Regions from separate parts of the Mus musculus genome. Here all the other regions are linked to region 4. The links are chromatin contacts, called in public Hi-C, HiChIP or PLAC-seq and promoter capture Hi-C maps. All regions are on one chromosome and are shown on one strand. Each heading gives the region's core, a stretch centred on a gene start, on an enhancer-like site or on the middle of the called end of the contact. The rest is flanking DNA. Distances are from core to core; before and after follow the strand shown. Region 1 holds the start of Rab5c (RAB5C, member RAS oncogene family). Region 2 holds the start of Osbpl7 (oxysterol binding protein-like 7). Region 3 holds the start of Dhx58 (DEXH (Asp-Glu-X-His) box polypeptide 58). Region 4 holds the start of Wipf2 (WAS/WASL interacting protein family, member 2). Region 5 holds the start of Dnajc7 (DnaJ heat shock protein family (Hsp40) member C7). Region 6 holds the start of Cnp (2',3'-cyclic nucleotide 3' phosphodiesterase). Region 7 holds the start of Ttc25 (tetratricopeptide repeat domain 25).

What was found. Promoter capture Hi-C pulls out the DNA fragments that hold promoters and counts their contacts. A called contact is a pair of places that touch in the nucleus more often than the background predicts. HiChIP or PLAC-seq counts read pairs in DNA pulled down with a chosen protein or histone mark.
Region 1: a contact with region 4 is called in an H3K4me3 HiChIP or PLAC-seq map of stem cell-derived neural progenitor cells, with 4 times the contacts expected there. The contact joins the promoter of Rab5c here to the promoter of Wipf2 in region 4. A contact is called at or near these places in 1 of 39 promoter capture datasets (embryonic stem cells) and 3 of 115 datasets of contacts at active chromatin or transcription factors (astrocytes, embryonic stem cells and stem cell-derived neural progenitor cells).
Region 2: a promoter capture Hi-C map of liver shows a contact between it and region 4, with 6 times the contacts expected there. The contact joins the promoter of Osbpl7 here to the promoter of Wipf2 in region 4. A contact is called at or near these places in 2 of 39 promoter capture datasets (liver and pre-B cells).
Region 3: a Hi-C map of B cells shows a contact between it and region 4, with 7 read pairs. The contact joins the promoter of Dhx58 here to the promoter of Wipf2 in region 4. A contact is called at or near these places in 4 of 39 promoter capture datasets (hematopoietic stem and progenitor cells, hippocampal neurons, liver and 1 more), 1 of 484 Hi-C or Micro-C datasets (B cells) and 1 of 9 other capture datasets (liver).
Region 5: a Hi-C map of B cells shows a contact between it and region 4, with 7 read pairs. The contact joins the promoter of Dnajc7 here to the promoter of Wipf2 in region 4. A contact is called at or near these places in 2 of 39 promoter capture datasets (cranial neural crest and pre-B cells) and 1 of 484 Hi-C or Micro-C datasets (B cells).
Region 6: a Hi-C map of B cells shows a contact between it and region 4, with 7 read pairs. The contact joins the promoter of Cnp here to the promoter of Wipf2 in region 4. A contact is called at or near these places in 1 of 39 promoter capture datasets (hippocampal neurons), 1 of 484 Hi-C or Micro-C datasets (B cells) and 1 of 9 other capture datasets (pancreatic islet).
Region 7: a promoter capture Hi-C map of embryonic stem cells shows a contact between it and region 4, with 8 times the contacts expected there. The contact joins the promoter of Ttc25 here to the promoter of Wipf2 in region 4. A contact is called at or near these places in 2 of 39 promoter capture datasets (embryonic stem cells and hippocampal neurons), 1 of 115 datasets of contacts at active chromatin or transcription factors (large pre-B cells) and 1 of 9 other capture datasets (embryonic stem cells).

The regions. Positions count from the first base shown.
Region 1 is chr11:100,736,295-100,739,897 of GRCm38.p6, forward strand. It overlaps Rab5c (RAB5C, member RAS oncogene family), which reads right to left and starts at 1,921. Exons shown (of 6, transcript NM_024456.5): 1 at 1,784-1,921.
Region 2 is chr11:97,049,400-97,052,521 of GRCm38.p6, forward strand. It overlaps Osbpl7 (oxysterol binding protein-like 7), which reads left to right and starts at 1,421. Exons shown (of 23, transcript NM_001310509.2): 1 at 1,421-1,554; 2 at 2,826-2,977; 3 at 3,087-3,122. The coding sequence starts at 2,903.
Region 3 is chr11:100,702,097-100,705,618 of GRCm38.p6, forward strand. It overlaps Dhx58 (DEXH (Asp-Glu-X-His) box polypeptide 58), which reads right to left and starts at 2,175. Exons shown (of 13, transcript NM_030150.2): 1 at 2,075-2,175; 2 at 1,805-1,973; 3 at 1,398-1,599; 4 at 983-1,173; 5 at 106-222. The coding sequence starts at 1,972. Kat2a (K(lysine) acetyltransferase 2A) reads right to left here. Exons shown (of 18, transcript NM_001038010.2): 17 at 3,480-3,522; 18 at 2,650-3,335. The coding sequence ends at 3,142.
Region 4 is chr11:98,861,705-98,865,014 of GRCm38.p6, forward strand. Wipf2 (WAS/WASL interacting protein family, member 2) reads left to right here and starts at 1,894. Exons shown (of 8, transcript NM_197940.2): 1 at 1,894-2,198.
Region 5 is chr11:100,618,182-100,621,303 of GRCm38.p6, forward strand. Dnajc7 (DnaJ heat shock protein family (Hsp40) member C7) reads right to left here and starts at 1,446. Exons shown (of 14, transcript NM_019795.5): 1 at 1,347-1,446. The coding sequence starts at 1,423. It also overlaps a transcript of Nkiras2 not described here.
Region 6 is chr11:100,573,582-100,577,045 of GRCm38.p6, forward strand. It overlaps Cnp (2',3'-cyclic nucleotide 3' phosphodiesterase), which reads left to right and starts at 1,358. Exons shown (of 4, transcript NM_009923.2): 1 at 1,358-1,487; 2 at 2,655-3,324. The coding sequence starts at 1,485.
Region 7 is chr11:100,544,335-100,547,473 of GRCm38.p6, forward strand. It overlaps Ttc25 (tetratricopeptide repeat domain 25), which reads left to right and starts at 1,274. Exons shown (of 12, transcript NM_028918.3): 1 at 1,274-1,574. The coding sequence starts at 1,467.

The DNA.
Region 1 (3,603 bases), core at 671-3,170, 1.9 Mb after region 4:
TGCAGAACTCTAGTGCCTCCTGTCTCACAGACAGCTTCTCCGCAAAAGGGCGCTTTGGAGTCAGAGCTGGAAAGATGTCCGGACAAATGCCAGAAACGCCCATTAGAAGGTTCCCTTGCTTCAGCTAGAACCCCAGGAATCACAATCCACTCCTTGGAAGGTAAGTCTAGCAGAAACCAATCCCTGTAAACAGGCAGGGGTCACTGGCCCTCTCCCTCAGAGGCACATGTTGAACAGATCAGAGAAACTAGGCTAGCTGAATCTCTGAGCCCACAGAGAGAGAGAGAGAGAGAGAGAGAGAGAGAGAGAGAGGATTGATTGATTGTTATACTGACTGAACACCGGAAACTGTCCAGAAGTAGGTTGGAAAGATCTCAAAGCAAAATGTTTAGCCTTTGTGTAGTAAGAAAAGCATCTTAAGTTGATCAGATCTCAAAAAACCAAAAAAAAAAAAGTTGATCAGAGATGCCCAAGGACTGAATGGCTTTCCCACTCTTCCTCCACTGCAAGACAGCAAGGGTCAGCTGTGGCTTCAGAATCAGGCTACTCCTCAGGAAGGCAGTCTCTAACCTGTACTTTGGCCGCATAACAAGAGAACCTTCCAGCTTGGTCAGAGATACCAGCCATTTCACACACTTAAGTCCCAAGGAAAACACAAGAATCCTGTGTCAATACAGTAGGGGAACTGGCACTTTCCAGCACACATAAGCAATTCCTTTACGGACGAAAACTATACCTGCCACGGTGATGTGGACTAACTGCTCTGTGAAAAAGTCCAAGCCAAGAGGGGAGTGGAGACTCTGGTGAGGAATGGACCTGTTGCTCAAGTGTATAGTGGTGTGTGATTCAGGGTGGTTAAGAGATGGTGCCTCAATTTCACACTACTCCTATTTGGTCTATTCTCCACCCCTATAGATAAGCAGGCAGCAGTCTCTCTAAGGAAACCACTCACATGCTCTGGAAGGACAGGGCTGGGCCTGAAGCAGGGGGGAAGGAGGAGGGGAGACAGAAGATAATGAATGGGCAGATCCTCCCTGATCTGTGATCTGTCCCTAGGATTGAGCAGAGCTCAGCTAAATTCTTTAGAGGCAGGAAGACGAACACACACTGAGAGAACTTAAGACAGGGCTGGGGGCATAACGTGCAGTCCAAGGAGAAGGCTGCCATTCCGTCTAAGTGACCCAGAATTCAAACTCTGCTGAGGTCCTCGTAAGCTCAAGAGGAAGTAAGGAACTGTAAGCGCGCAAAAACACTTCTGTGCGTGTACAACACTCTCATTCCGACATCCCCCCCCCCCCATCCCCGCATCTCCGAAAGGAAATCGAGATAAAGATAATTTCAGGGCTGCAGGGGGACAACTGGGTTTTTGGTTGGGATTGGGGAGTGGGAGGCGTAGAACACAGGAAAGGAAAACCAGGAGAGACAGCACTCTCCGTCACCTCTAAAAGAGAAGGGGGACAGGTTCCTTCGCACCTGGTAAAGACTCTTTGATTTTGAAAGCTGAGGGGGTGGGGAGCGGAACTTAAGAGTCCCTCTCTCCCACAAGTGGACTGGACAGGCCAGAGGAGAGCCTCAAAAGACTCCCAAAGGCTCCCGAAGGACAGGTTAGCGAAGGAAAGAGGAGCTCCCCCTTTGGCCTGACGCCCTGGTGAGCCCCTAAGAGGGGGCTACGGGTCGGGGGAGGGGTCAGTGTCCCCCTAAGCTAAGGTTGGGCAGGAGGAAAGGGTACCCCAGGGAGGCTACCACACAAGTGAGACACTGGCCCTGGGACAGGCACACTCACCGCGGCTCCGGGCAGCAGCGTTACTTTGGGCCGGGGCTTCCACAGACTCCGCTCCTCTCCCCCCCACCCCCGGCGGTGTCCCAGGCTCCGGCCTCCACTTCCGCCTTTCAGCCGCTCCGGATCCGGATCTTCAGCTCTGCCCCGCCTCTCTATATTCCCAGGTGACTGACAGAAAGAACAGACCAATGGGAGACACTCCGATCCTACCCACAATCAACGCGGGAAAGGAGGGAGAGTGCGCGCGAGGGATGGCGGGACTTGTAGTTCTCCGCACAGGGAGGAGCCGGGGGCTGCCTGGCACTTGGGTTTTGGGTGGAACCGGCTGCCGGTGGGGCGGAGCCGGTCCAGGCCTGCTTATCGCGTCACTGCCAGTTCCAAGTGCCGCGAGGGAAGGCGTGTGGCTGAGCTTTCCAAGAGAGCAGACAGAGGGCTGTTCATGCAGAATTGAGAAAGGAAAAATATGATGTTCACGTAGCCGCGCAGACCGGTCGTGTGCCCTCGGCAACTTGGAGAAGCCAAGCCCGCCCAGGAGGCTGATTGTTGAGGACATTCTATTATAGGAAAGGCGATGGAGTCAGGTGTAATGGCTCGATCCGAAGGCAGAGGCTTGCAGATCTCTGTGAGTAACAGCTAGGGTTATGTAGTAAGATCCTGGCTTAAAAAAAAAAAAAAAAAAGAAAAGAAAAGAAAAAGAAAAAAGAAAGAAAAAAAAAAGGTGATGAAATCTCTGAGAGCTCTATAGAATGGGCTCTCTGGGGGCTAGCGAAACGGCTCGACAGGTGAAGATGCTTGCAGCCAAGCCTGACTGAGTGCCGTGCCCAGGACTCACATGGAGTAAGACAGACTCCCACTAGTTGTCTTTTGACAACCACCCATCCACCCTCCCTCCCGCTAAATACTTGAAGAAATGTAATTTTTTTTTTTTAAAAGAAGGAGTTGTCTAGAGGATACTAAATGGTTGAAAAGGAGACCTGCTGCTGCCAAGGGTTGCTCTCACTCTCTCTTCCTTTCACATGGGCTCTCACTATGTAGTCCTGATTGGCCTGGAACTTACTTTGTAGATGGGTTGTATTTGAATTCACAGAGATCCTCCTGCCTCTACTTCTGGAGTGCTGGGATTAAACACATGTGCAACCACCACGACAGACTAAGCTTTCTTTCTTAGGCTCTGTTCCCAAATATACCAGACCCCCTCATCTCCCTCACTCTGCCCCCAGTCAGAATTAGCGCTCCTTCAAAGACTACCTGTGTTCTCTCTACCCGTCACTATAGATGAAAACCACTAACCCTTCTACCACAGGTCAGTTCTGTTTCTGTTGCTTCTAATTCCTTCTGTATGAATTAGGACCACTTTTTGTTTGTTTGTTTTTTGTTTTTTGTTTTTCGAGACAGGGTGTCTCTGTGTAGCCCTAGCTGTCCTGGAACTCACTTTGTAGACCAGGCTGTCCTCGAACTCAGAAATCCTCCTGCCTCTGCCTCCCTAGCGCTGGGACTAAAGGCATGCGCCACCACGCCCGGCATGAATTAGGACCACTTCTGTTTAACCTCATCCTCCAACACTGGCCTCTTTCTGCATCTCTCTCCCGGGGATACTACTCAAAACTTTTATAAAATCAAAGCCCACCCCCAGAGACCATGTAATGCCTAGGGCATGGAACAGCATCAGTCATACCCTGAAAGTTTGAGCTGAAGAATAGACCTGTCTGGGACAGCCTGCCACAAAGCTGTGCCCACATCCAATTTCATCTTTATCACCAAGGTGCCAGTTTCCTACAACATATGCACCATATGACATGCACAGACCTACACAGAAATGTAAG
Region 2 (3,122 bases), core at 171-2,670, 1.8 Mb before region 4:
GTTATTGTCTGGGTTATTTCAAGTCCTCTCCAAATTCTCACTTTTCTTCCTTAAAAGCCATCTTCCCTAGTTGCCTGTCCTTCCAAATACTACATCTCACGTGCTTTTCCTTACGAAGGCTGGGGGAACTAGAGTTCTCATGTAATAGGAGCCCTGGGGGCTATGGCAGGAGGCCCTCCCTGAGTCTTGGGAAGTGGCACCTCCCGCCTGTGGCCTGCCACTGTTCTTGATCCTGAGTGGATCAGGGTGAATGTGGAGTGACTCCTTAGCATTCCTTCCCAGACTTGGAGCAGTGCCGCAGCGTCTTTAGTCCTGGACAGTTGGAAGATCTGCAGCAGCTATCCTCTGGCCTGGGCCAGGACCAGCTTCCCACAGTCCCCACCTCTGCAGATGCCCAGGGATACTCAATCATTTAAAAGGCCCTTGAGGCTCTGGATGTCAGAGTAGCTCCTCCTGGTGCCACTTTGCCTCCAGAGGCCTGCCTGGTGCTGCCCACTGCACCCCTCCCTCTTGGGAGGCTAAATCCATGCTGAGGTTTTGAAGGGAGCCCAGACAGCAGGTACTGCTGTGGTGTGTAAGACTTTGATGTCTAGAAAGGTGGAGCAGACGATTGGCCCACATCATCTCTGCAGCCACACAAGAGCCTTCCATCATACCAGAGCCTGCTGGTGCTACCATTTCTCAGGCACCAAACCTGTTAGTCCGTGCTCATCCATTTGGGAATTGTAGGTCTTTCTCATAATGTAATTCTTGATTATTTCAGCAACTGAACACAGTGGGGTAAAGGTGTTTGAGGGTCAGGGGAGGGGCCCCAGCTAGTCTTTGTTTTATAACTGCCAGCCCATGACTGCATAGCTGCTCCCACCTCTCTGCATCTCTGCTCCTAGAGACTTGCTGCACCCATACTTCCTGATTGCCACGGACTGACCTGGTAGGGCATTGCTCTCAATGAGGAGCCTCGGTGGGGCTTCAGCTGTCCCTCTTGCCTGCTGACTGTGCTCCTGGCACAGATTGTCATGTCCCAGAGTATGTGGGGGTGGGGTGGGACGGTGTCTCTGTCCCTTCCCAGTCAACCTGATATCTTTGCTGGTCCAAAATATGCCATCTATTTCAGGTGTAATTGAGAGGCAGGGTGAATAAGGAAATGGCCTTGAGTGTTCACTGGGGTCAAGGCCATGTTAGTCTGAATAAAATCCTTTACCTTCGATGGCTTGAAGCCAGCAGTTGTTCAGTCCTCTGAAGCATGTGGAACTATGCCCAGTGGGGATTGTGCCCCTCATTTCCAAGTCATTTGGTACCACTCCGTCCTTAGTCCTCCCGAGAGCAGGGGGGCAGAGCTGAGCGGCAGCCCGGAGCTTGGCGGGAGGAGGCAACGGAGGAGGGGCAGGTGGGGAGATCCGGCTGGAGGGGAGGCTCCGACGTCTCCTTCCTTCCTGGTTCCTGCAGTAGCTGCTGCAACTGCTCAGTTCTGTGAAGAGCTAGCCGGTGACTCGGAGACAGTCTCAGGCACAGCAGCGTACGGATCAAGAGGCTCTGGCGTCCATGGATCCTGGGGTAAGGGGGCCTTGCTGTCACGGCCTGACATTCCTGGGAAGGCTTCCTCTCCTCTGGAGCTGGTGGGTCTACTCCTCTGGTAAAGGCGCTGAGAATGGGGGTGGTTAAGGGGGGCACTCACCTGTCTCACTCCACCTCTCCTTCCTACCGGTAGATACTTCCCACCTCTGCGGGGGGGCCAGCAGCAAATGGCCAGGGTTCTAGCGGCCAGGACAAGGGCATAGAAATACCCCAGCACCGGAAGAGTTTTGAAACTTTAAATGGCTGAATGCAGGAGTTTCCCCTTGGGCCAGCCTCTTGTAGCCTGGTCCCTTATGCTGTGACCTCCTGGCCACACTCACACTGTCCCTTCCCTGCCCCTTCTGGGCCTCAACTCCTCAGGTGCTTGCTAGCTGCATGAAGCTCTGAGCTGCTTCCCCAGACACAGGGCAACATCACTCCTCCAGTCCCTTCCCCTTCATACACACACACACACACACACACACACACAGCGCTCATGCATTATTGATCTCCTGGCGGAGCCAGGATGGCCAGAGCCGGTGCCAAGGACGCCTGTGGGCACTGCCTCGGGACCTGGGTGGACCACGACATGTTCTTGGCCACCTCTTCTCCCACCCACAGTGTCATAGCCGGTCAGTGCCCTGCTCCTTCTGGGTGGGAGGTTTCTCAGGAACACAGAGGACTAACATGGTAGCAAGGGGCTGGTAAGGCTTTGCAGGGAAGAGAGTCCAAGGTGGGTATTCTCGGCGTGTCTGGGTGTCTGGTGAGAGGAGGCATGGGAAGATGGGACTGTCTCAGGCCTCAGTTTCCCCATGCAGAAAATGGGAGTGAGAACTGACAGCTATAGGGGGCCAGTTAGTAGAAGTTTGAGAACAGTTGTGCCAGAGGGGTGGCAAAGCCACAGATGTAGGCAGAGATACTGGATGGGGAGGCAGCTGAGCTAAGGAGATCTTGCTCACCAAGTCTCTGAGCCCCCCCTCCCCCCTATTTTCTTGGACTCTCTTCTTCCTTCATTCCCCAGCCTCACAAACACAGAGTGTTTCCTGGATTCCTGGGTGCATGTCCGGGACAGAGGCACACATTGGGTGCAGTGGCCACAGTGGGGGTTGGGTTGGGCGTAGCTGCCCAGGCCCAGGGGTGGTCAGGGAACTGGGGGTGTGGGGATGTCATGTGAGTGGAGGATGTGTGTCTCGGTGTGGGAGGGACCAGCGGTGGGACGGTGGGACACATGGCAGTATGGTAGTACTCGTGGGTCTCTCTCTTGCTTCAAGGGTTCCCCCAGGACAAGGTGACATTCTCCCCAACCCACCCGGCCCTGCCGTCCTCATCGGGGAGCAACTTCTTCCTCATGGACTTCCAGGAAAGAGACACGCCCTCTTTGGCTGAGAGTACTCAGTCTTCAAAGCCCAGCAGTACCCAGCAGGTCTGAGCAGAAGAGTGCCGGAGGGTAGGCGGGGCTTGGGTCCCTGGGGCGTGGACTGAGGTAGCAGTGGCCTCAGCAACTGCTGTTCTCCTTCTACTCTGGACTTCAGGCCTCGGAGCTGTGGGAGGTGATGGAGGAGCCTCGG
Region 3 (3,522 bases), core at 925-3,424, 1.8 Mb after region 4:
AGGGGCCTGAAGTAACAAGAGCCGGGGAAGGTGGAGTCAGGGCCCGTGCCTAGGTGTTCTAACTGGGCACCAGACCCCAAGCCTGCCCTGTGGCCCCTCACACACCTGTGCGCGCCTTTGGCAGAGGTCATACTGCTTGCAGGGCTTTGGGTTATGCATCAGCAGCTGGGAGTAGCAATTCTTTGGCGACATGATGTGGCACGTATCCAAATTCGCACAAAGCTAGAGGCAACAGAAAGGCATCATGGAAAGAGGAGTCAGGCAGAATTTGAGGGAGGCGGGGTCCTGGCTAAGGACAGAAAAGCCTGAGGCAGGGCCACTCCACTGGAAGTTAGGATTCATTTCAAAAAGTCTGAAGTGCGTCCCGGTGAGTGACTAATACTCTCGCATTGATGAGCGAGAGGAACTTAGATTCAAATGACCATGAAGAAACAATTGAAAATCAGCAAAGAGGGCTGGAGAGATGACTCAGAGGTTAAGAGCACTGGTTGCTTGCTCTTCCAGAGATCCTGAGTTTAAGTCTCAGCAACCACATGGTGGTTCATGACCATCTCATCTCATGAGATCTGGTGCCCTCTTCTGGCCTGTAGGCATACCTGCAGGCAGAACGCCGTACGCATGATAAAGAACGAAAGAAAAAGCAGTTCCCATTTTCATAGTTCCCAGGTCAAACAGCTTCCAGTTTATAGCACGAACGAACTCCGAAAATAATTAAAATTAGTTCTATGACAGAGTAGTGGGGATGGCCAGGGGAGACTGTGACAATGACAGGGCTGTTCACTGAATGGTGAAAACGAATCTGATGGAGGTTCAAAAGCAAGGGCATTTCCAGGCAAAAGGAATAGTAAGTTCAAAGGGTCCCACAAGCCTCATATGCTCAAGGTAGCGGAAGAGACGAGCATAGCCATAGTATGAAGAGTATATTTGGTAGGACTGGGAGGCAAGACAAGCAAAGATCTATGGTGGGAGGGGCTCAGCTGACCTGTAGGATGTGATCAATGGCCCCTTGGAGCTTGGTGGCCCCTCCAGTGCCTGGGGAGGCTGTGAGACCCAGGACCTGGGGGAGGGGCTCTGCCTTCTTCAGCTTCTGTTCTAGGTACCGGCTCAAGATGGTGTTGTAGACGGTGTCCTTGTGGGTGTGGTGACACTCGTCCACCACAATCAGCGAGAATTCTGGGGGCACATGAGAGACAGTGGACGGCTGCTGCTGCTGCTTCTTTCTCATAGCACTTTTGTGAAGCCCTCATTTTTCTCTGAAGTTTTCCTCTTCCCTTCCCTACTTTGGGCTGGGTCCCAGACAGGGAGCAGGTAGGAATGAAAGCGAGGCTGGGCTAGAGGAAGGAGGCTTGCTTGCCCAGGAGCACGTCCTGTGAGCAGGTCACGGCTTTCCCCCTCACCTCTGAGCTCTACGTGTTCATCCTCCTCAGAGCTGTTGAGTGCCAACTGTAACAACTCTGCCGTACAGATGAGCAGGTCGTGGCTCCGAGCCATCAGGCCAAAGCCAGCTCGGGATCCCATGTCCCCACTCAGGGTTGTTACAGTCCAGTGTTTATCCAGCATGCGCCTGAACTCCTCGGCGTGCTGGCTCACCAGGTGTACCTAGGAGTGAAGAGTAATGAAGAGAACTTGGATTGGGGTGGGGGGTGGAAAATGGCAGTTGTTGGGAGTTGGGGTGGGGGAAGGTGGGAGGAGCAAGATGTCAGGACCCAGCCATCTCCTGAACCAAGGAGAGGAGACCTGGCAGAGCGGTCGTCTAGAAGAGATGAGCTAAGAGACCCCACTTTGGGAAGGGCAGACCACTCACCCTATTGACCAGTACCACCACCTTGCCTCTGTCTACCGTCTCTAGATGCCTCTTGGCTACAAAGGCAGCTGCCCGGGTCTTCCCAGCACCCGTGGGCAGCCATATAATGATATTCTTGCCCTCCAGAGCAGGTAAGATCACTTCCCACTGGTAGGGTCGCAGCTCCATTCTGGAATGGCAGAGAGATCAGAACACGTACTGTCCCCTTCCTCCCAGCCAGCCCAGTAAGCTTCAGAGGCTGTTCTTAGCCAAGAACTCGTAGATAACTACCTGGAGCCTGCACTGGCCAGGATTAGGATGGGGTTTGGAAATGAATAGCAGCAGACTAGGCTGGTCTCTGCGGAGGTTTCTGGAGCTCTAGAAATGAAACTGAAACAAGGGGAGGAGCCAGCCAGAGCTGGAGCCCAACCCAGCCATCAAAAAAAAAAAAAAAAAAAAAAAAAAATTGAAGACTGGCAAGGGAGATGCTGACAGTCACTGCTCCTGGGTTCCCTATTTCCTCATCTGTTTTCAGTTGGCAGTAACCCTGTCCATCTGGGCTGAGCTTAAGGCCTGGAGGGGCTGACCTTGGCTGCCTGTTTCCTGGACCAGGAGTCAGGAAATAGGCAGGCATTAAGGACAAGCTCTTGCTCTCCCTTTGCAGGGGAGACAGGCTGGAAGTTATTGAAGCAGAGGAGGTGAGGGACGGCAGTCAGCCAGGTCCATCACCCCACTATATATTGCAGGGGTCAGTGGCACCAGTGTAGCCTGAAGTTAGGCTTTCAGGTTAGAAGAGTCAGGACTCGAGAAGCAAAGGTCAGCCTGCTAAGTCTAAAGCCGGACCCCCCCCCCAAAAAACAATCACACAGGGGAAAAAAAAAGCTTTATTGTTCCCTCCGAGGGATTAATGCCAAGGAATGAATGGTCCTCCTGCCCCCAATCCTGGAGGGACAGATAGACAACAGTGTAGGATAAGCCAAGGCCCCTCATGGTTCCTCCAGTCTGGGCTGTTTCCATGTGAAGGCTACTCACTGAATAGTCCTGGCCCTGGGAAACAGGCATGGGGACCAGGCTCAGGATGCTCAGCCTGCATGGCTCTATAAGGACCAACAGTTCATGCCCTGGCCACCAGACATTCTACAACGGGCTGGCCCCAGACCAGACGTCTCCCCAAGGTGGGATGCAAGGAAGGTGGAAAGAGAGCTGCTGGCTTGGGAGTGAGTGCCTGCTGGCCAGAAAGTCTGTAAGATCTGGGGTCCCTGGCTGGAGTTTCTCCAGCTGAGTCCGGGAGAGGGGGCCGGGAGCCCCCAAACGGATCTGAGGAGATGGAGGTGGATGTTGCGGATCCCAGCTGGGGGCTACTTGTCGATGAGCCCTCCCTCTTTGAGCTTGAAGTAGAAGAACTTCTCCAGGGCACTGGCGCAGCGACAGTATTCGCTGTCTGGGGGATTGTACTCCCGGCAGTTGGCGATGACCCGCTGCAGGTCAGCTACGAAGAGCTTCCGGGTCACATAGTAGCGACTGCGCAACCGTTCTGTCATGGTCTTCAGGTCTGGGTCACGAGAGAGAAGGCACATGACTTTAAGAGGTGAAGGGCTGTAACTGGGGCTGCCCACCATGGTACATGCAGACAGGAGTCAGGCTACCCTGTCAAGACTGGGGGCTTAGGCTGGGGAGTGAGTACAAGGGTCCTCACCAATGGGGAAACGGATAACCTCGTAGTAGTCAGGAGCCTCTGA
Region 4 (3,310 bases), core at 644-3,143:
AAAAATATAACTAAAAAGAAATTTAAAAAGGAGGGAGGAAGGAAGAAAGTGGGTCTACATATCGTTGAGCAACCGAAGACGGGGCAGGTAAGGAGATGAAGGAAAGAGTTCAGAAGCTCTAGTTAGTAAACAGTGCAGATTCACTGCATTTCTCGTCCAGCCGCCCCATTATCAGATATTCATGACGTAGCTATCTGAGCATCTTTACCTTTGCATCCACTGATCATGCCTGGTATGTGTTCCCCGCCTTCACTGATTAGTAACAAAATCCTATTCATCTTTTTTCTTTCCTCCTCTTTCTCCTCCTTCTTTTTCTTCTTCCTCTTTCTTCTTCCTCCTCCTCTTTTTTCTTCTTCCTCCCCCTCTTTCTTCTTCTTCCTCCTCCTCTTCTTCTTCTTCTTTTTAAAAGATTTATTTTATATATGAGTGTACATTGTCACTGTCTTCAGACACACCAGAAGTGGGCATCAGATCCCATTACAGATGGTTGTGAGCCACCATGTGGTTGCTGGGGATTGAACTCAGGACCTCTGGAAGAGCAATCCGTGTTCTTAACCACTGAGCCATCTCTCCAGCCCCCTTCTTCTTCTTGTTTTGTTTGTTTTGGTGTTCTGAGGCAGAATTTCTCTGTGCAGTCCTGGCTGTCCTGGAACTTGCTCTGTAGACCAGGGTGGCCCCCAGCTAAGAGATCTGCCTGCCTCTGCCTCCTCTGAGCTACAGAGCCCAGCAAAATTCTACTCATCTTGCAGGGGCTAGTTCAAACCATTTACAAATCTCTTCTCATTCTTCAGCAGGAATTCATCACTCCTGTGACATCCCGGCACATGTCACAACTCTAATCGCACACTGACTTGGACGTCAGCTGTCTGTTTACATGCCAGCCCGCATGAGCACCATACACCAGCATGGTGAGCTCCCGGAGGGCAGAAGCTGTCTGCTTGAGTCACATCTGGAACCATCCCCAGGTACAGAGCTCAATGAATGGCCCAAAGCAAATGTTCAATGTGACATTTAGCACTAGTGGGTGGGGCAGAACAGAGGGAAAACAAAAATAATAACAGGCTATGGCTTATCACATGCTTTCCCATTCATTCATTACCTGATGAGCCTTCAAGCACTGTGAGAAAGGACAAACACTATGAGGTAGCTGAGACCCACGAACACACAGTTAGTGAGTGGGGATTAAGTGCTAGCTGATATTGGCCTTTTACTTGAGGTTCAGCCCTGGTCACTGGGTTGACTGGATGGAGAAGCAGTGAGACATAGGGTAGCAATGGGGTTGCTTGGTGTGGTGGCGAGCTTTGTGTATGAAGATGAGATCCTTAGTCATCGGCAACAGAGTTAAGCAATGGAAACCAGCAAGCGACAAGGACTCCCCTCTCTCATCCAAGCACCTATAGAGGAGTTCACAACACCATGCCTCAGCCTACCGAGCTGGGGATCACTAGTTAAGTGGTTACAACGACCTAACCAATGACCTGCTAGAAGAAGCTCGCCTCTCTGTTGCTATGACAACCAGAGCTTGTCTGTTGGGCCTCTTCAAGGGTACTCTAGACCATATTAGGGCTTATGGTGTGTGTGTGTGCGCGCAAAAAAATAAACACGAAAGAAAACATACTTGAGATACATCAGTTAGCTCACTGGTTCTCTACCTGCGCAATTTTAAAGGTCGAGACGCTCAGGCCGCATCCAACCAATTAAATAAGCATCTCATGGACCGAATCCTGGCATCACTCGTTACTGAAAGCCTCGCAGGCGGCCCCAGTTGCAGTCCCAAGATGCAAACGGGACTTCCAACTGCGGACTCGCGACCTTCTCAAGATGGTGGCGCTCCGCCCCCACGTGCGCCGGTAGAGGGCAGGCTTCCCTGAGCGCATGCGTCCCGCGGCCCTCGGCCCTCGGCTCCCTCCTCCTTTTCCCCCGCCTCCATTTTGTTCGCGGACGCTGGGGACGGTGGGAGCGGATCCATTTCCGGGTTGGTAAAAGGGGCGGCGGCGAGAGAGAGAGAGAGAGAGAGAGAGAGAGAGAGAGAGAGAGAGAGAGAGAGAGAGAGAGAGAGAGAGCGAGAGAGAGCGAGAGAGCTTGCCGCGGGGCGAACGAGCAGGACTAAACCAGGACTGAGGTGACGGAGGATTCGCTCCCGGAGCAGCCCCCCGCCGAGTGGGAAAGACGCCGGGGCGGCTGAGCCCGCCGCTGAGGTGACCTGCGGACCTGAGTGGGAGGGAGAGCCGGGAAGGGGGGACTGTGGTGGGGGGGGGGAGGGACACCGGAGGAGGGGCCTGATGCGGAGAGGGGGTCCTGGGGGCGGGGCCTGGAGACCCTGGAGAGGGGGCGTGGGCCATCCGAGTGGAGGGCGGCGGGGACCGACTGAGCAAATGGGCAGGAGGGAGGTTTTTTGAGAGACAGGAAATTAGAGATCCTGAAGGGTTGGGTGAGGTGAGTAAGACTGGCAACTCTGGGTGAGGTAGGAGGGGAGCCGTGCGCGGAGGGGGAGATGGGGAAGGGAGGACCTGTTGGGGAAAGGTAATTATTGGCAGGATGCTCTCGAGTTTAGGAGGATCGGTGTGACGTTTCGGGATTGATCGGGGTGAGGAGGAGGATTGAGAGCGAACGTGTTTACACTGGGGGAGATGTTGAGAGTGTGGGATGAGAGGGAGTCGGAGTGATGTTCTGAGATGCTCTTGGAAGCACCTGCAGTTGAAGGATCCCTGTTGGAGCGGCGTGAAATTGAGGGAAGATGAAAATCTGAAGGCGCTCGCTAGACGTAGGCTGTGTGTGCGGTCGAGTTACTGATTAGGAAGGCATATTCTGGAAGGATAATATTGAAACGAGGAGCTGGAGGAAGCTGGTGTGCACTGGAATCTACCTCTGTCCCCGCTTCTGCTGGCCTTTAAATCCTGATCCACCTGCTACATCTGATCCCTGAAATTCTTCTTTCTTTTTCTCTTTCTCTTTCTTTTCTTTTCTTTCTTTCTTTCTTTTTTTTTTTTGAGACACTTTGTCTGTGTAACCCTCACTGTCCTGGAACTCAGAGTCTGTAGACCAGATTGGCCCGGAACTCACAGTGATCCGCTGGCCTCTACCTCAGAGGGAGGCGTGGGCCACTATGACTGCCCAGCCCCGTAAACTATATTTGTTTGTTTGTTGTTTTGTTTCTTTCAAGACAGGGTTTCTCTCTGAAACAGCCCTGGCTGTTCTAGTGCTCACTATGTAGACTAGGCTGGTCTTGAACTCGCAGAGATCTACTTGCCTCTGCCTCCTGAGTGCTGGGATTAAAGGTGTGTGCCACTACCACCCAGCTATCTTAATA
Region 5 (3,122 bases), core at 196-2,695, 1.8 Mb after region 4:
TGTAAGCTCTGTTTGTGTTAGCGAGGGGCTTCCGTTCTCATTTGGCAATACCTTAAGTTATATAGGAGCGGATGATGCTTAACTCCAGACACTGTAATGACATGGAAACTCAAACAGGAGGAGGAGGAGGCAAGGCTAAACTTGATAGCTCTTGATCAACTACACTTTGTCTAGCATCTCAGCTTTCAAGTCAGGTACTACCATACACCTGATGACTACAATATTCCCCGTATCTCTCCGAGTACCGCTTATAAGTCTAACTTGGACAGTAAACCCCTCAGAATCCTGATTTCTAGACCTCCTGAACTGACTCTGTTCAAATTATTCAGCCTGAAGACATTCCCTACAGGCTTGGTATGAACATGAACCACAAGGGAAGGAGAGTAAGGGGACTGTAGTCCATCCTAAGAAAAGGATCAAATTAATCATGCTACTGATAAAAGAATCAGTTCACCTTTGGTATCAGAACAAGTCCCGCCCGCTCCCAAGCGTACTCTAACCCCCCCACCCCACCCCACCCCACCCCGCTTTGAAAACCCGTTCTTAAGCTGGTGTCGGAATTCACCAAGTGTTCGAGAAAAACCACTCACTCAGCACCTCCCTAGGCTAGGCCAGACTAGCAATCCCGAGCCACTGCAGCTGCCCAGCAGTGCCAACTGCATTTAAACAGCTGTTCTCCTTGAGCTTAAGAATGCTCTTGGGAGGAATGGCGAAGAAGCGTCTGCCCCCGTACTGCAAGAGACAAGCTCCTCATTCGCCCTTCTGTCTATCCATTCTTAACTTCTACGGCTATCGGGGAGTGGGGGGCGACCAGGTCCATACAGTGAGCATCCAATTCTCTCAGCCTCACACTAGAGACCACTAAGGGTCATTAGTGAGGAAAGGGAAGTGAGGAGGAGAATGCGGGCTTCGGAGACGACCAGTCAGGACGGGCAACAATGCACACAAGTTAACCAGAGCGGGCGGAGGTCGGGGCTCTGTTAAGGAAGTCGTCATTGTCGCCGCGACGCCTCCCCCACTCTGCAGCCGACCTCTGGGGTTCCTACCCTTCCCCCCGCCCCCGCCCGGGAACCCGGCCTCCACGATGAAGTCCACCTTCCTCCCCGCGGCAGAACAAGACCATGCCTCAAGCTCCCTGCTAGGCGGAAGCAGAAGGGGACAGCAGACCCCCTAAGTGTACCCCTTCAGAGGGATCTCGGTCGACTCCAGCTCAGATGGGGGCGGGGGGTGTCTGCAGGAGAGCCATCGTCTCTGCATCTGGGGGCTGCCTCGCTGGCGGGTCCACCTGCCCCAAGCCACGAGCTGCAAGCTCGTCTCCTCCATGACTCTACCACCCGGTTGGTTACCTCTTGGCGTCTTCGTCCTCCAGCAGTTCAGGCTCGGTCGCCGCCATTACCACATCGCACTCCGCGGTAGCCGCCATCTTACCGCCGGGACCAGAGAGCCGGGTGGGAGGCAGACGGTGTAGAGCACTTCCGGTCGGAGCATCGAGCCGCTCGGCGGCGCCGCGCCCAGAGGGACTCCCTCGAGCCCGTCTACCAACGAGAGGCTCCGCTTGGGGCCAGAGCGGCCTTCCATCCCTGGAGGTCCACGGTGGTCTCCGCGCTGGGGCGGGGGCCCAGGGACGGTTCCTGTGCGTAGGGGGCGCCACTTTACCCGTGAATAGGAGGAGGGTACAGAAGGAGGTTGCCTCTCTGGGCCTAAGCTTGCCTCAGTATCCCTACAGCCCGGTTGCCATAACAACTAGCAATCCTAGAGAGCCTCCGGTAACGCTTGGGAGTCCCTGGTGGGTGGAGACGGGGTCCCCAAGACACTTGAGGAAGAAAAGCCCCCCCCAAGACTACCTTCCTGACTTTGCAGTGTGTCCACAGCTTCCTCCCTGGAAAGGCATGAAGAGCTACTTTGAGCCCAATCCCCAGCTTCATCAGTTCCTGGAAGCCCTGCCCAACCAAGCGAGGGGAACGCAGGGCGTCTTCACCCTGCTCCTTTCATCCTCCACGGATCTCTAAGCACCAACTGGTTCATCACCCCAATGACGCGGACCCTTTTATGAGGCTGCTTTCATGTCAGCCGCTTGGGAGTGCCATCTCAGCGTTAAGCCTAGAAAGGATGACATGGCGCGCCAGCCCCTGCCCCGGAGTTTATAAGGCAGCTCATGGGGTGAGGTCCCTTTTCCTCAGTGTCCCCTGTACTCCTACTTCTCATAAACTCTACCCAGCACGCTTGTCTGGCCAGATGTTGTCTGGATTGGGAAGACAGCATAATTATCTTTGTAGTACCACTACCACACACAACAGTGTTGGATTAAATTGAGGCCCTCTGAGGTTAAATGTGGGGAGGAGACGACCTTGAAATTGTAATTTAAAGCCAAAAGGAACGAAAATAAGACAATGGAATTTAAATTTCCCTTAAGGAAAGTGTGTGTCAAAGTCCCTAACCTTATTTGTAGGTCCTTATCATTACTGACGGAGTGGAAACTACCTGGGCCACTGGATAGAGAATGATAGCTGGACCTCAGTGAATTGAAATGCTGTGACCCTTTAATATGGTTCCTCCTGTCATGGTGATCCCCAGCCGTAAAATTATTTTTTGTTGCTACTTTGTAGCTATAAATTTTCTACTCTTATGAATTGTAATGTAAATATTTTTGGAGATAGAGGTTTGCCAAAAAAAGTCATGACCCACACAGGTTGAGAACCACTGCCTTAATTAACGAATTTAATTTTTCACCCATTTTTCAACAACGGGGGGGGGGGAAACAATTTTTTTCTTCCTTCCTGAATTTCTTATGTTAGATTTCTTCTGTTCATCTGTTCAACATGAAACCTGGGGTAAATCACACAGACCCACTGCCCTTAGCTTGAAACCTTGTCATCAATGCTTTTTGTCCCCACACCACACATCCCCCAAGTCTTTTCATCCCAAACTCTTAAACAATAAACTTAGAGACTGCAAATAGTCTCCTAACTGATCCTCAGTTTCATCTTTGCCAAGCCTTGGCTCTTCCGAGAGAATGACCTTTCTTGCAAAAGTGGATGGAGTGTGTCATTTCCCTGTAATAAACTTACCAATGGCGTGCTATTGTGGTGTTTGGTCCCTGGCCTCCCACACATCTTCATTAT
Region 6 (3,464 bases), core at 108-2,607, 1.7 Mb after region 4:
GCCTAGAAGTTCAACTCAGGGTAACGTGGCCATGTTAACAAAGCTATATCTCAACTGCTCCTGAGAAATTATATATAATTATATATCCGTTTGTTTTGTTTTGTTTTGTTGAGACAGGGTGTCTCTCTGTAGGCCTGGCTGTCCTGGAACTCACTCTGCAGATCAGGCTGGCCTGGAACTCACTGAGATCTGCTTGCCTCTGCCTCCCAAGTGCTGGGATTAAAGAAAAAAGTGAAAGTGAACAATGTCACCACGTCCTCGAAGCTAGGATGCACTTGCCTAGCTTGCAGGAACCCCAGCATCTTAAACAGCTGACATGTTCTTGTATGTATGAATTTCCAGCAAGAGGATAAGAAGTTCAAGGTCACCCTTTGTTACATAGAGAGTTTGAACTTAGCCTGGGTTACATGAGATTCATCTTTAAAACAAACCTTTTTTGGGGGATATCCAGCAAAGAAGACTGCTTAGACCCAAGCGGAAGCCAATAGAAAGTCTTTATTAGCCAGCCCCTCAGCCCCTTCACTAGACTTTTTTTTTTTTTTTTTTTTTTTTCCTGAGACAGGGTTTCTCTGTGTAGACCTGGCTGTCCTGGAACTCACCCTGTAGACCAGGCTGGCCTTGAACTCAGAAATCCACCTGCCTCTGCCTTCCAAGTGCTGGGATTAAAGGTGTGTGCCACCACCACCCAGCACTTTTCTCAGGGTAGGCTTTTAATCATAAAAACCACATCCTGTGTTGACACACCTAAGTCAGAAGCAGACTATAGGAGCCAAAAATCAAGGTTAGGACATTTAGGGCCTTTCCCAGAATTATGGACTTTGATGAATTAGGTCTTTGTTTTTGTTTTAGGAGGCGGTGATGCCTATCGGCCTGGTTTCGTGGCCTGAATGGTACTTCCTTCACATGTCAGTTGTGATAAGGTCTATGAGCCTGTTTCAAAATTTTAAACTATCTGACTGCACCCATTTCATCCCAGCCTGCCTGGGAACCCAGGAAAGGCAACTGCCTCCTGTTTTAAGAGTTCATCTCTCTCCTGGTGATGTCTTTAATCCAAGCACTTGGGAGGCAGAGGCAGGCAGATCTCTGTACCAGGCCAGCCTGATCTACATGGTGAGTTCCAGGACAGTCAGGGCTACATAGTGAGTTCCTGTCTCAGAGAAGGGAAAAAGTTAAACTTTAACTTTTAAGGAACAAAGAGGTGGCGTGGCGGACTCTTTCTTGGCATTGAGAGTCCAGGTGTGCTTTTACTTTCTGCCAAGGCTCAGACCGCTGCTTCCTGGCACTCAGGTTTCCATTCCCCGGGGGCGCGTGCGCAGAGGCTCGGGCTGACCCCGCCCTGTCCGCGCGCCCCGCCCCCAGGCTATGAAAGGGACCCTGCGTGGGGGGGCCCCGGACACCCGGAGACGCCCGTGTCCCTCACGCAGGCGGGCGGCCCCGGAGACATAGTACCCGCAAAGGCGGTGACGGCGGTGCGCCCACTCATCATGGTGAGCGCAGCGCGTGCGTGGGGGCCGGGGCGGGAGAGAGGCTAACTGAAAGCGAGATTCTTGGGGATGCATGGGCAGAAGTAGTTTGCAAATGAGGACACCAGGTTCCGGAGTTGAAGTTGCCTCTGGGTCCTCCAAGGCAGCCCTAAGGCAAGGGGCGCGAGCGGGGATATTTTGGGGGAGTCTTAGTGTCTTTGGAGAAGGAAATATCGCCGCAGGGAAGTGAAAGTCGATGCTCCTTGGCGACACCAGCTGGCAAATGGGTCTGGGTAGCACCAGAGAGTGCAGGGCTGTTGTGGAGCCCGCGCTGGGAGTGGGTTCCTGCACAAGGCTATAGAGAAGCCAGAAGCCAGCTAAATTCTCAGGGGCGGAAGCCGTTGTAGATGACAACTGAAACCGCTATGTCTTGTTTTTGTCAGAGAGGTGCTGCTAACACACAGCAGAATAGGGGGCACAGATCTCTGAATACAGGTGCCCTGTGCCCTAATCCTACAGATTGGGGGAGGGGGCGCACTGAGAGAGCAGAGGAGGAGGTGGTTGTGAATATGCCCTTTGTCCAGTGCCCTCCTGCCCTGCCCCCCACCAGCCCTCTGTGGGACCATTGTCCCCCTATACCCAGACAAGAGAGTATTATCTGTTGGTGCCATTGTTGGGTGGAGGGAGGCGGTCTTTGGGTCACCCTCCCCTGCCCTCACCCTCCTCTGCACACTCAAGAGAGCCAAGGCAGCTGTGGCTTTGCCCATACATAGAGCCCCAGGCCTCCAAACAGGACATCCTTAAGAGGTGCCAAGAATATATAAGTTAGGGCTGACAGGGAGCCACAGGCACTTGCTGCCCTTGCGTGCCCTGTCACCAAGGTGTTCTGAGGGGGAGCAGAGAGTGATCCTTGGAGCCAGAGACTAAGAGGTTAGGTAGCTTCAGAAAGATTCCCTCTACCTTACAACCCAGCTGTTGAAGATACTGAAGGATCTACTGCGAGGAAGAAAATCCACCATTCCCCTCCGGGGAAAGCATCCACCATTCAAGGGTGCTTTAAGTTAGGCTTGGGGATTCCTCAACTGACAAGCGGTCCCCCTCTGGGAGAACTCGGCCAGAGACTAGGGTGTGGTGCTTGCGGGCTGGCTTTGAGGAGCCGGGGCTGACATCTCCTCCTCCCTTCTTACACAGAACACAAGCTTTACCCGCAAAAGCCACACATTCCTGCCCAAGCTCTTCTTCAGGAAAATGTCATCCTCAGGAGCAAAGGAGAAGCCAGAGCTGCAGTTCCCTTTCCTTCAAGATGAGGACACGGTGGCTACCCTCCACGAGTGCAAGACGCTATTCATCCTGCGCGGCCTGCCGGGCAGCGGCAAGTCCACACTGGCTCGGCTCATCCTGGAGAAGTACCACGACGGCACCAAGATGGTGTCCGCTGATGCTTACAAGATCATCCCTGGCTCTCGGGCAGACTTCTCCGAGGCGTACAAGCGTCTAGACGAGGACCTGGCTGGCTACTGCCGCCGGGACATCAGGGTTCTTGTGCTTGATGATACCAACCACGAGCGGGAGCGGCTGGATCAGCTTTTTGAAATGGCAGACCAGTATCAGTACCAGGTGGTGCTGGTGGAGCCCAAGACAGCGTGGCGACTAGACTGTGCCCAGCTCAAGGAGAAGAACCAATGGCAGCTGTCGGCCGATGACCTGAAGAAGCTGAAGCCCGGGCTGGAGAAGGACTTTCTGCCACTCTACTTTGGCTGGTTCCTGACCAAAAAGAGTTCTGAGACCCTCCGAAAAGCTGGCCAGGTCTTTCTGGAGGAGCTGGGGAATCACAAGGCCTTCAAGAAAGAGCTTCGACACTGTAGGTGGATGTGGGGTGGGAGCAGGGCAGCTAAAGCCTTGTACTGTTTGCCTGTGATGGAGAGCCAGGCAGCGCAGCTGCTGAGCTCAAAGGATGGGGTTGACGGGTGGAGGGTACAGGTAGCAGCTTCTAGGACTGGC
Region 7 (3,139 bases), core at 24-2,523, 1.7 Mb after region 4:
CTGCTTCAGTCTCTCAAGTGCTAGAATTACAGATGTTGTGCTCATTTGTGTTTATACATTTGCCAGTAAGGACATCTTTTTTAGAGACTGAAAACGGTTTGCTTTGCTCCTACTGTGTGCTGGATTCTGTTCCTAATACATGCCCATTAAGCTGGATCCTGTTTCTGTTTTTGTGTTTGAAACTCGCTGTGTAGCCAGGGCTGGCCTGGAACTTGTTATGGAGACCAGAAAGCCTGTATCTCACAACCAACCTCCTACCTCTGTCTCTGGAGTAAGAAAATTAAAGACCCAGGCCACCAAGCCTGGCTCAGCTGAATTCTGGAAAGACAGTTTAAGACAAGATTCTGGGCTGGAGAGATGGCTCAGGGATTAAGAGCACTGGTGCTCTTGCAGAAGACCCAGGTTTAACTCCTAGCACCCAAGTGGTGGCTCAAAATCATGTATAACTCCAAGACTGTTTTAAAAAACCAATATAGTTGAGGCAGTTAACTGAGCTAGCTATCTAAGATATTATGGGTACTTAGAGGTACTGCTGTGTCTGTGTGGTGTGTGTGTGTGTGTGTGTGTGTGTGAACATGTGTGTGCTTGTGCACATGTGAATGTAGATGCCAGGGGACACTTCAGGAATGCATGTCTTTCTGTCTCTCCAGGGCTGGCTAATACAAGATGGTGCCATCACACTGGGCTGTACCAGGGTTGGGGGAACTGAAACAGAGAGCTGCATGCTTAGCATGCGCTTTACCAACTGAGTTATCCCCACAGCCATTACTCCTGAATGGCTGCAGAATTATGTCAGGCTAGACCTTAGTTTAGACTTGCTATTAGCAAGTGTTCCATAACTATGTGACATTGAAAGCTAAACCCATCACACTTTCCATTGCATTCTCATGCAAATCCTCACGTCCCTGAGGGCTCTATTATTTTCCTGTTCATTTGGCAGGTAGAACGCGTACTTTTCAGTTCCCTAATGTGCTTGGTCAAGGATCACGCAGCTAAGAAGTGACAAGAGAGAAGGCTGCCCAAGCCCTCTGACTCCGGTTCCAAAATTCTCTCTCCTTCCTAATGGGACCTGGAGTGCTTAAGCCTTAATCCTACTTGGAATTTTGCCTCCAATTCTCATTTTCTTGGCTTGCTTTGTCTGCGAGGCTTTCCACGTGGCAACTGGAGGGGAGAAGCAACCTACAAGCAAACAGCGATCACTCTGGAGCGCCAGCGTCCTGCAGCCGCCGGCCACGCGCTCAGCACTTGTCTGACCGGTGTGCGCAGCGTGGCGACACAGGCGCATGAGCACGCTGGGCGGGCTCACCCGGAGGCCTAACACCGCCAGGGGAGGGGAGGGGAGGGACCGGAAGTTAGACTATCTCTCTAGGTTGCTAAGAGACCGGGCTGTCCCAAAACAAGCCGGCGATTCTCCAGCCTCTTTTCCTTTCTGAATCTGCTTCAGAATTTCCAAAAGTAGGGTGACCATGTCGGACGGTGATATCTTAAGAAGCACTTTTCCCTCTTACATGGCAGAGGGGGAGAGGCTTTATCTGTGCGGGGAGTTCACTAAGGCCATTCAAAGCTTTACCAACGTGAGTTGCGCTTTGATCCTATTACTGTGTTGCCTTCCTCTTTTCCCCTCCTCCCTTTCCCTCTCTTCCTCCTCCCCTTCTTCTTTCCCTTCCCCTTCCTTCTCCTCTCCCCTCTTCTTTTTTTCTCTTCTTTCCTCTCTCAACCTCCTCCCCGCCTCCGCTCCTCTTTTGAGATAGACACTTGTTCTGTAGACCAGGGTGGTCTCGAACTACCCCTACTTCCTGAGAGATGACTTCCAATGTGCACCCTCATTCCCAACTTATGATTTGAAAGGAAGGTGCCCTCCTTATGTCCTCTGGAGGCCAACTCCCTATCTTGCAGTTGGCCTCTGGAATGATGGAACCCCAGCTTGCTACCTGGACCCACCACCATTGTGTTGTTGATGAAAGATTTGTGTGTATGTATACCACATGCATGCCTGGTACTTTTGGAAGCCAGAAGAGGGAACTGGATCCCTTGGAACTGGAGTTACAGGCAGTTATGTAGCACCAAATGGGTGCTGGGATCCAGATCTGGGTCCTCTACAGGAATAGTAAGTGCTGTTAACCAATAAATCAACACGATACCACCCCCCACCACACACACACACACACTTCACCACTTAAAGAAAAATATTTGTATGTGATGGGTGTTTTGCCAGCATGCATGGACCACATGCATACTTCCCTCTTAGAGTGTGGAAATGGACTGAGGGGTGTGAGCTGCCATGTAGGTGCTGGGACTTGAACCTGGGTCCTCTGGAAGAGCAGGCAGTCAGTCAGTTAGTGTTCTTAGCTGCTAAAAAATCTCCAGTCCCACCCAATTACCATTTTTTTTTCATCACCAGCAGCCCTGAGGTCCATTTTGTGGATATCATACTCCTGGTTCCCATGATATGCCACTGTCACACATAAACCCTGACTTTTGCCATTTTCTCTTATAGTTTCTCACTAATGCCTGCCAGTTGGAGACATAATGTGACCAATCATTAAATGTTTCATGATTACCTTTCTCTTGATAAATTCAGTCTCCCATCCTTAGCCACAGATTGCCCAAGAAGCTAAATGTAGAAGTCTTTGGCACAGGCTTGCCTGTAAGAAAGTTGTCGGTGAAGTTAGGGCGTACTGTAGTAACCTTATTGAAAATTACACCATTGTACCCTACAGGGATTGGGAGTCGTTTTAGGATATTAGACTCACTGCTCTAAGCAGTGTGTGTCCGTCTAGGATGTCGGGGAGCGGAAGGGGTTACTATTGTTTTCTTTGTATATATGAGGAAGTGAATATAAAAGTTAGGTAACATGCCCAAGGTCACTGCACTGAACTAGCTGGAGTAGTGGAGGAAGGATCCTGTGAGCCAAGCATTCAGACTCCAGTTGCCTGGGGTGCCAACCTCCAGACTGCAAGGTGTTCTGATAACCTTTTCCTTTGCAGGGCTGGAGACAGTGCTTAGCTGGGTAGAGTGTTTGCCTTGTGTGCATGAAGCCCTGGTTTGATCCTGCTTTTGAGTGTGTTGTCCCACACTTTCAGTCCCAGCAGCTGGCAGGTAGAGAGAGAGAAGGAACAGAGATTTAAGATCATCTATG